Regions from separate parts of the Ovis aries genome. Here region 1 is linked to region 2. A link is a contact called in public Hi-C data. All regions are on one chromosome and are shown on one strand. Each heading gives the region's core, a stretch centred on a gene start, on an enhancer-like site or on the middle of the called end of the contact. The rest is flanking DNA. Distances are from core to core; before and after follow the strand shown. Region 1 holds the start of HSP90AB1 (heat shock protein 90 alpha family class B member 1). Region 2 has its middle 15 kb from the start of TMEM63B.

The links. Hi-C and Micro-C count contacts between places; a contact is called where the count stands out from the background.
Region 1: a Hi-C map of liver shows a contact between it and region 2, with 3 times the contacts expected there. The contact joins the promoter of HSP90AB1 here to the enhancer-like site in region 2. A contact is called at or near these places in 4 of 16 Hi-C or Micro-C datasets (hypothalamus, liver, omental adipose tissue and 1 more).

What each region holds. Positions count from the first base shown.
Region 1 is chr20:17,732,345-17,736,543 of ARS-UI_Ramb_v3.0, reverse strand. HSP90AB1 (heat shock protein 90 alpha family class B member 1) reads right to left here and starts at 1,913. Exons shown (of 12, transcript XM_004018854.6): 1 at 1,814-1,913; 2 at 326-472; 3 at 1-13. The coding sequence starts at 472. LOC105603715 (a long non-coding RNA gene) reads left to right here and starts at 2,669. Exons shown (of 3, transcript XR_009597730.1): 1 at 2,669-2,733; 2 at 3,080-4,199.
Region 2 is chr20:17,624,750-17,628,981 of ARS-UI_Ramb_v3.0, reverse strand. No RefSeq gene overlaps it. Among named protein-coding and RNA genes, the nearest start is that of TMEM63B, 15 kb to the left of the region's middle. Within about 2 kb of position 2,226, at least 19 of the 54 cell types and tissues checked have an H3K27ac peak or open chromatin away from gene starts, as enhancers often do. A contact at or near this core is called in liver and tail adipose tissue, where this site is marked.

The sequences.
Region 1 (4,199 bases), core at 664-3,163, 110 kb before region 2:
TCTTGTCCAAGGCCTGAAAGTACAAAATTGCAGTTTTACAATTCTGCTTCCTCAAAACCCATCTCACCCAAAAAGTTTTTTAAACTCCCCAAATACGCTAATTCTGATTACTCCTTTAGCTTGTAGGTTGAGAACGACATCCAGTGGGTTACAGTATCCCATCTATCCACAGAGAGCAAGGCAATACTTTTTGGAACAGCAGTTAAGTTTATATCCCCCCTTTATCAGTTAACACCACAAAATGCCAAACCACCCCCACTTTCCCTCTCTTGGAGTACTTGAGAAACAAAAAACCAACGTCAATGAAGACATTCAGGGCACTCACATCAGAAGCATTACTGATCAACTCCCGAAGAAAAATTTCCTTGTTGGAATAGAAGGTGTTGATAATAAGAGACATGAGTTGGGCAATTTCTGCCTGGAAGGCAAATGTCTCCACCTCCTCCTCTCCATGGTGCACTTCCTCAGGCATCTAAAATAAAAAGCAAGAATTTAAGACTCCTCAAGTTCACCCTCAGCCACAATACACTTAAGGAGACTCTATTCAAACTGTTTTGAGCTGGGTACAAAGACTGGAAAATCCTTCCCTCTATCAATTTCAGGCAGCACCCTTAGAAACAACGGGGGGAGGGGCGCACCTAACACACTGAACAAATTGCGCTAATGTTTCTTGCAAGTTATTGTGAACCCAAACTCCTGTTAAGTGAATCATAGATCAGCACAATCTAGTTAGGCACTCCAACCCAGGTATCTCGAAAGCGAGGTAAATTCCCATATATTTAAATACGCAAATTACTATCGTTCCACCTTCAAAGTAATTAGTTTCACATTAAAGGGCAATCATTTAAAACTGTCCTCCCATTAGGTAACTCCAAGGAGATAATGTGGTACTGCTGCCTCCCGTAGTAGGGACAGCTAACTCGAGATTGGCGGAATGCCCATCCAGGTGGGCTATCAAGACAAAGAACCGATAAAGAAAGGGCTCCATCGTGACCTCTCTGCACACGTGACTGAAGCTCAAGCCCAAACCAAACACTAAGATGGTGGCCTTAGTCTGCGGGGCCGACTCTCGTCACGGCTGGACATGCGTCGACCACGCGAGGAGGGGGCGCCACCGCGCAGCCTCCCTTCGCCCCAACATCCGGGCACCAGGGCGGGGCGCCGGGCTCCAGAAGCTTCCAGAACAATCTCAGTTCTCGGAGAGGGGCGGGGGAAGGGACGTGCCCACGAATCCCAAAGCCTGCCCCCTCCGCTCGCCAGCCCCTCCTCCACCGAGACGCAGGAAAGATCTGGAAGGATGGAGGAAGCACGACATACGCCGCCGGCGACCGAAAACGGAGCTCTTCGCAGAGCCTCACGGAAAAGCCCCGAAAGAAAGGACTTTAAAAAAATTGTGTCCGATAGAACAAGTGGCAAAACCTGGTCATGACCAGCCTTGCTGAGTCACAGAGGGCGCGCCCACCCGCCCGGCTCGGGGACCCTCCGGCGCCCCGTAGCCGCGTCCGGAAGTGGAGAGGCAAACATGGCAGCGTCCCGGGCCGGCGCGGCCACCACGTGCAGTGCCTACCCCCCCGCCCCATTCTGCGGCCCCACGAAACAACGCTTTATAGCTGCGGGAAAGCAGCCCCGCCGCCAATCACATAGAGTCTAAACTCAAAAGCTCGCTCCCAGCCCTCCCCCAAGAGAAGCAATGGGAGCGTTACGCCAGAACCGGTCCCAACACGAGATGTAGGTCTCGGAAAGGATGCGTGGGCCGAAAGCAACGCGAAAGAACAAGCTAATCTGAAAAGCCCAGATGAGACAGGAGCCTTACCTTCAAGGATAACAATCACAGGTATTAGAGAACACCGAGCAGGCAATGGCTTCCTCGGGCTCACTCGCCACAAGAAGGCTGCGCGGGGGTGACTCGAGAGAACGGCTGTGTGCCCCCAATCACTTTATATAAGGCGAAGCACCGCCCAGCTGCCCGCCCCCGGATCCCTCCGCCTTAAAGGAGGATGCCTGTCTGCCGCGCACCTGCCGCCGCCCGCCCGCCCACCTTGACGTCACGGTCCAAAATAGGGGAGGGGACCTTGAAAGGCGGGAGCCGCCGGCCTTGAGATCAAGTACACTTATTTACTCCTGTTCACAGCCCCGTCTCCGCGTTCCTAAAACAGGACACCATCAGAAACATATGTTGGGAGTAATCATATAACATAAACGGTGGAACTAGAAGCGAGGATTCCCCACTGACCTCTGTGAAAACCTGCAGGGCAGGCATCTCCACTCCTGACAGTCCCAGCCTCGGGACTAAGGTCCAAGCCTAAACAGGGGTCACCCACTCCCCCCTACGCTCCGAGGCTCGACCTCCTCATTAGAAGCTGCCCTACACATACTCTAATTGCCTGATACGGGAAAGGGTTCTTTTCCGCGGGCGTTGCGGAATTAAAGGTCCCACTTTGTGGGCATGCCTGGAATACAGGCCCTCCCGCGGCGGGCCGGCGTTTCGCGGCGAGGCGTGGCTCCGGCTGCGGGCCGGGCGCTGGCTCCAGCCGGCCAGGGGACTCTTTGACTGCACACGCGGCGGAAGGATCCAGGGCGGCGGCGCTGCGACACTTCCAGCAGCTTCCAGACCGGCCGGGGCGGCCCTGCCCCGCCCCTTCCCTTGAGGCCCCGCCCCGCCCTCTGCGGCCTGGGCTGTGCCTCCGCGGTGGCTCCGCCCCTCAACCGCACTGCTGGGATCCTGGTGTCCAAGTAGGCTATACCTTCATTACATTTCCTCCAGGAAACTGCAGAGGGGATCCATTACCCTACCCGCCAGACCCAGCTAGCCGGGCACTGCGTCCGGGTGGGGTGGAGCGGGGATGACCCCACTTCTCCCCCCATCGATCACACAGCACACCGGCCGGTGGGGCGGCTCTGAGGGTGCCGCCTTCCGAGAGCAGACACTGGGGATGCGGTCGCTTACCCGACGGACCGCTCCCACCCCCAACCCCCAGCCGCCCACAGGTGAGGGAGCGCAGAGACTTGAATATCGAGTTGTTTCTCAGTCTGGCTTCCTTTTTCTTTTTTTTCCCCACCCTCTTCCCTCCTCCTGCAGCTGCCTAGATCTGGGAAGAGTCCGGTCTCCCAGGACTCCTGCAGGGTGGCAGGAGTTCTTGGAGGCAGCATGAGGACGCTGGTCAGAGTGTGGCCCCATCCAGGTGCCAGAAGCAAGTCGTTCCCCTTCGGCTGTGGCCCAGGAGCCTCAAGGCCATGGACCTGCCTAGGGAGTGCCAGAGGGACGCCCTTCTCTGCTGTCTCTGCCACGTTTGCGTGCTCTCCAGCTGGTGAGCTGGCCTTACTTTTCCAAGGCCTTATTTCTGAAGCCTCCTTTAACGCAGATACCCTCCAGGAGAGAATGGCCCCTCCCTACGCTGTGACCTTGTGGATGTCCAGCAACTCCCTTCGTGGCCTGCTTTGTCGGTCCCTGGCATCCTGGGGAGAGGTTCCCCCACCACCCACCCGCGGACCTCCCTCAGCAGCCTCGGTGCCCAGTCTCCTCCTTTCACATTTTCTTTGTTCATGTGTTGAGTTCCAGGGAACAAAGGACCCTTCCTTCCCTTCTCCTTGGCCCGAACTCCAGACCTCAACAGCTCCGCCCCCATTACCTCAATTTCATCTCTCCATAGGCTTCTACTTCTCTTCATTATGGTCTGGGAGAAGCCTGTGGCTGGGAGAAGTCAGTGAGTGTGGGAAGGGGCGTGGGCGCTGCTGCTAGGAGGGGCTCCCGGCTGCTCTGTTCGTGATGGAAACCTCAAACCAGGAGCATCACCCCCACCAGTGCACCTGCCCTTCCTATGCACAGAAGGGGTTAATTAAACATCTGCTCCCTGGTTCACAAGAGCATTCACAGTATTTCACAGTCCTGTGAAGGTGTGGGAGTGAGTCTGCACACCTAGAAAGTGGGAGAGGAAGGCTTTAGTGAGTACCCCTGGGTGGGTCAGCTCAGAGCCTTTGCTCCACTAACTCCCGTGCCCCCTGCTGCAGAAGTCCAGTAGTGCGGATGCTGTTTCCCTTTCCAGACTCAAGGAGGAAGCAGAACAAGAATCACTCCTGTGGACCAGTGTCGGGGCCAAAAATTCCTTAGGGTGTTCCTAATGGGAAAATCTCAAGTCTCAACACCAGCGCAGAAATTCTGATTTCTCTTCTGGAAGCCTCCCAGGATGACCTCTCCAGCT
Region 2 (4,232 bases), core at 977-3,476:
AGAGGGAAGAGGATGTGCAAAACCCTGTGGCAGAAGGGACTGGGTAAGTCCCAGGGACTCAAAGGAAAAGCCAGTGTGGCTGCAGCAGGTGAGCAGGAGGGAATGTGGGGAAGGATGGGGCTGGAAGAGGCAGCGCTGGCTGGGCCTGGGAAGTCTGCCGCATCCTGGGGGTGCTGGGATACTGGTGTAGGGTATTTAGCAAGCAGGGTTGGAGTGGTGGGAAGGAAGATACAGGAGACTTCCTCTATCTTCCTGTATCTAGCTTGGAAGGGCACTTGCTTTCTGGGGTCGGGCTCACTTCTCCCCCCGCCCTTAGTCAGCAGAATGCATGTTCATCCTTTCATGGGTCTGCAGGGCACTGGCCCACCTCCCTGCTGATCTCCTGAAGGAGACTGATCGTGGAGGGGCACTTGGGGAGGCCAGAGTGCACCATGATGTGCTGTTGGCCTAGGGTGGAGGAGGGGAGCAGAAGCCTTTAGTAGGTACAGTTGACTGGGCTTGGTGGTGTGCTTGGACGCTGGGGAAGGGCCAATGGGGCCCTGGTGTCCGGCTCCCTTTGCTGTGTGATTGGTCCTGCAGAACGCTGAACTGGGTGCTCCGGGAGAGGCCCAAGGGTGGGGGAGGAGGCGCTTTGGGGGGTCCACACGGAGGCGCCTCTGAGAGGTGTCCCGCAGGTAGCTGGATGTAAACAGTCTCTTCAGTTGGAATAGCGCTTAGGGTGTGTCCTGAAAGCATTTATGTGGATGTGCATTTTTGGAGTTCCTCATGGTCCTTAGGTTTGGCAGCCCCTGATCCTGTATTTTCCACAAGGACTTGCCTTTCAGAGGTAACGTGATTCCTCAGGGTGATTCTTGCAACTAGTAGCTGGTCTCAAGGGCATATCCAATCAGTGACTTCAGCTCAGGGGGTCCTCCCATGACGTCTTGGGGTCTTTCATGGCTGTGGAGTCCTTGCCGTCTTGAGCAGAGTCTCACCGGCTGTGAGTCTAGGTGATAACTGTCTGGTTTTCCCAGATTCAGTGGCTTCTCTTGGAGCCTTTCTAGCTCCGCCTTGACTGCTTGGAAGCGGAGATTGTTTCCATCTTCCTGGTTGAGGTGTGCACCAGTCGCCAGGGCTCCTCTGACCTAGCCTGATTCAAGGGCCTCCGGGTATTTTAGGAGTAACCGCCCTCTTCCTCCGGCCCTCTGGAAGGGCTGTTAGACTGGCTGAGGTCTCTGTCCCACACTGGGACCTGCTTGCCCAGTGGGGAGAGTCTCTGCTGCAGCAGCTGCTACTCAGCAATCCCTTAAGGCCTCTGCTTTCTGGGCTGCTTCTCAAGGGCTGCAGGAGAGAGAGAGACCCCTGTCCTGAGGGAAAGGAAGGGCGGGCTTGTCCTCAGTCTGGCACCACCTGCTCCGGGCATCGCCTTTGCTCTGACCAGGGTGGCTTGACCAGAGCTGCCCTCTAGCTTGGAAGGGCACTTGCTTTCTGGGGTCGGGCTCACTTCTCCCCCCGCCCTTAGTCAGCAGAATGCATGTTCATCCTTTCATGGGTCTGCAGGGCACTGGCCCGCCTCCCTGCTGTTGAAGTTTGCCCAAGTCATTCAAATGACCGTCCTGCCACCCACTCCCCGCCCCCTCCTCCCCCCATGACTGCCTCCCAAGGTGTTCTGTGCTGACCGTGGGAAGGCTGTGGTTTCCAGGGGCCGGGGGCCAGAGCCTGCTCCCTGACAGTGACCGTGACGCAGGGCCTCCGGCGCACAGCCCAGAATAGCCTAGGCTGCGCTCTATCCCAGCTGCCCTATCACTTTGCAAACTGGAATCTAATTTGCTGTCCACCCTCCCCACCCCAGTCTCTCAGTCAGTACTGCTTTCTTTGCTCATGAAATATTTATAATCACAGATTATGTTTCCCTATGAGTATAAACTTGCTTTTGTTGTTTTTCCTCCTCCGCCCTTAAGAAGCTGCCTCTGACAAGTCAAAGAGCCTCATCTCTCTGGGTTCATAGACCTCATCCATGAGTCTGCTGCAGCATCGCAGCCTCCGGCTCCACCCTCGGGTTGACTCCCTCTGCTGCCCCACTGCCAGACAGACCTTGAACATCGGGGCTTGTGGTTTGGAGACTGGCTTCCCATCAGGCCTGTGCGGCGAACTAGCCAAGTGCCTGGGCGAGTCACCGCCTCAGGGAGCTGGCTCCGCCACTGGTGGGCGTGCCTCCAGGGTCACCAGGCATGGCCCTCACCCCAGCCACCTGGAAGGGTGTGCCCTTGGCGGCAGATGGGGACCTAGGCAAAGAATGCAGGGATCAGCCTGTGGCCATAAACACTCCTGGAAAAATAATCCAAAGCCAACCACCTCTAGCAGGGATGGTGAGGCCACATCACTGCCTGGATGGCAGGCAGTCCCTCATACCCTCAAGCCCAGCCTTGCTTTAGTGAAGTGGGGGGATTGGAGGGGCACTGGTGGGGAGGACCTGCCAGAGGCCGGCCTCCTCCCCTCTGCAGGGGTGGGGCCAGGGCGTGGCCGGGCCTCAGCTATCTCAGCCTCCTTGGCCTCTCTGCTCCATCCTCCTATTGCCTTTCTTGGCCTCATGTCCTCTCTCAGCTGCTGAGAATTCTTGTTTTTGATGAAAATTGCATGATACTGGAATCAGATGATTAACTGAAATTCAAATCTGTCCCAACAGCTGCTTTTCTTTCCTTCCCCTAATTTTGTAATTCAGTCTTTCAACAACAAAAAAAAAATTTCAGGATTTCATTTTATTGTTTCCTACCTGCAGGTTAGTTCCCCTCAGTATTTTGGACATTTGCTGAATTGTTTTTGCCAAATGCTTGTAATTTCCCGAATTAGTTGGACTTCTAGGCTCAAAGTGAAAATGAGTTCGCTTCTCCATTTTTACCATCAAGCCAGTTTCTTTATGATTTCTTAAAGCCAGTGGTTTCCAGTCAGATTCAGTGATAACCAGCTGTCACTTGCTTAATATTATGACAGGCTATCTCGTAAGACATACCACTAGCTTTTTAAAATTTTATTTTTATTTTGTTGGCCACACTGTGCAGCATGTGGAATCTTAAGCTCCCTGACCAGGGATTGAACTTGTGCCCCCTGTCTTGGAAACGTGGAGTCTCAACCCCTGGACAGCCAGGGAAGTCCCTTTTTTTTTTTTTTAAAGGAAGTGAATTTAAACTTATTTTGAGAATTTCATCAGAGCCCTTGGATAATTGGGATACCCCTGGGTATTATGAAACTGTGATTGGCAGTTGATTTTAGGGCAAATATTTACATGACAAATAGAGGCAACTCTCGGTCAGTTGAGACTGATGATCTGGTGGGCGGGCCATCAGAGCCACCCTCCCGGCTCCCTGCTTTGGGCTCCTTGTTGATTTGTCTCTCCTGAGAAAGAGGAAACAGCGAGACCTTCTCTCCCAGTGCCGGCCTTTCCTGGGGATGCTGTGCCGGGCCTGCCAGGATTTCCCAGGCTGGGAGTGGGCGGTGGCGCCCCAGCCCCACAGGCTCACCCAATGCCCTGCCCAGCTGGCACGTGTTCATGTACTGTACTGGCACTGTCCTTACCCACTTACATTGACTCATCGGTTTGCTGCCGGTTCTGGTTAAAGGTTTGCTCATGAAGAAGAATGAAACCCTTGCTTGAAATGAGATTTTAGAGTTGTCTGCGAATTTTGTTTCTCCAGGCAGGGTCCCCACAATAGACAAATGATTAAGAATCCTTGCATGGGTGCTCACTTTGCAGCACATAGACAAAATTGGAACAAGACACAGATGTAGAGGGTAAAGTTGTGGTACACAGACACAAGTGGATGCTAAGGGGAGAGGGGGGAAGTGGGATGAATGGGGAGATTTAAGACTGACACGTGCACACTGCTGCTGCTGCCGCCGCCAAGTCACTTCAGTCGTGTCTGACTCTGTGCGACCCCATAGACGGCAGCCCACCAGGCTCCCCCGTCCCTGGGATTCTCCAGGCAAGAACACTGGAGTGGGTTGCCATTTCCCTCTCCAATGCATGAAAGTGAAAAGTGAAGGGGAAGTCGCTCAGTCATATCCGACTCTTCGCAACCCCATGGACCGCAGCCCACCTACTGTGTATAAAATAGTTAACTGTTGAGAACCTACTTTACAGCACAGGGAACTCTGCTTAGTGCGCTATGGTGACCTAAATGGGAAGGAAATCTAAAAAAGAGGGGGGGATATATACACACACACACACACACACACACAACACACACACACATATA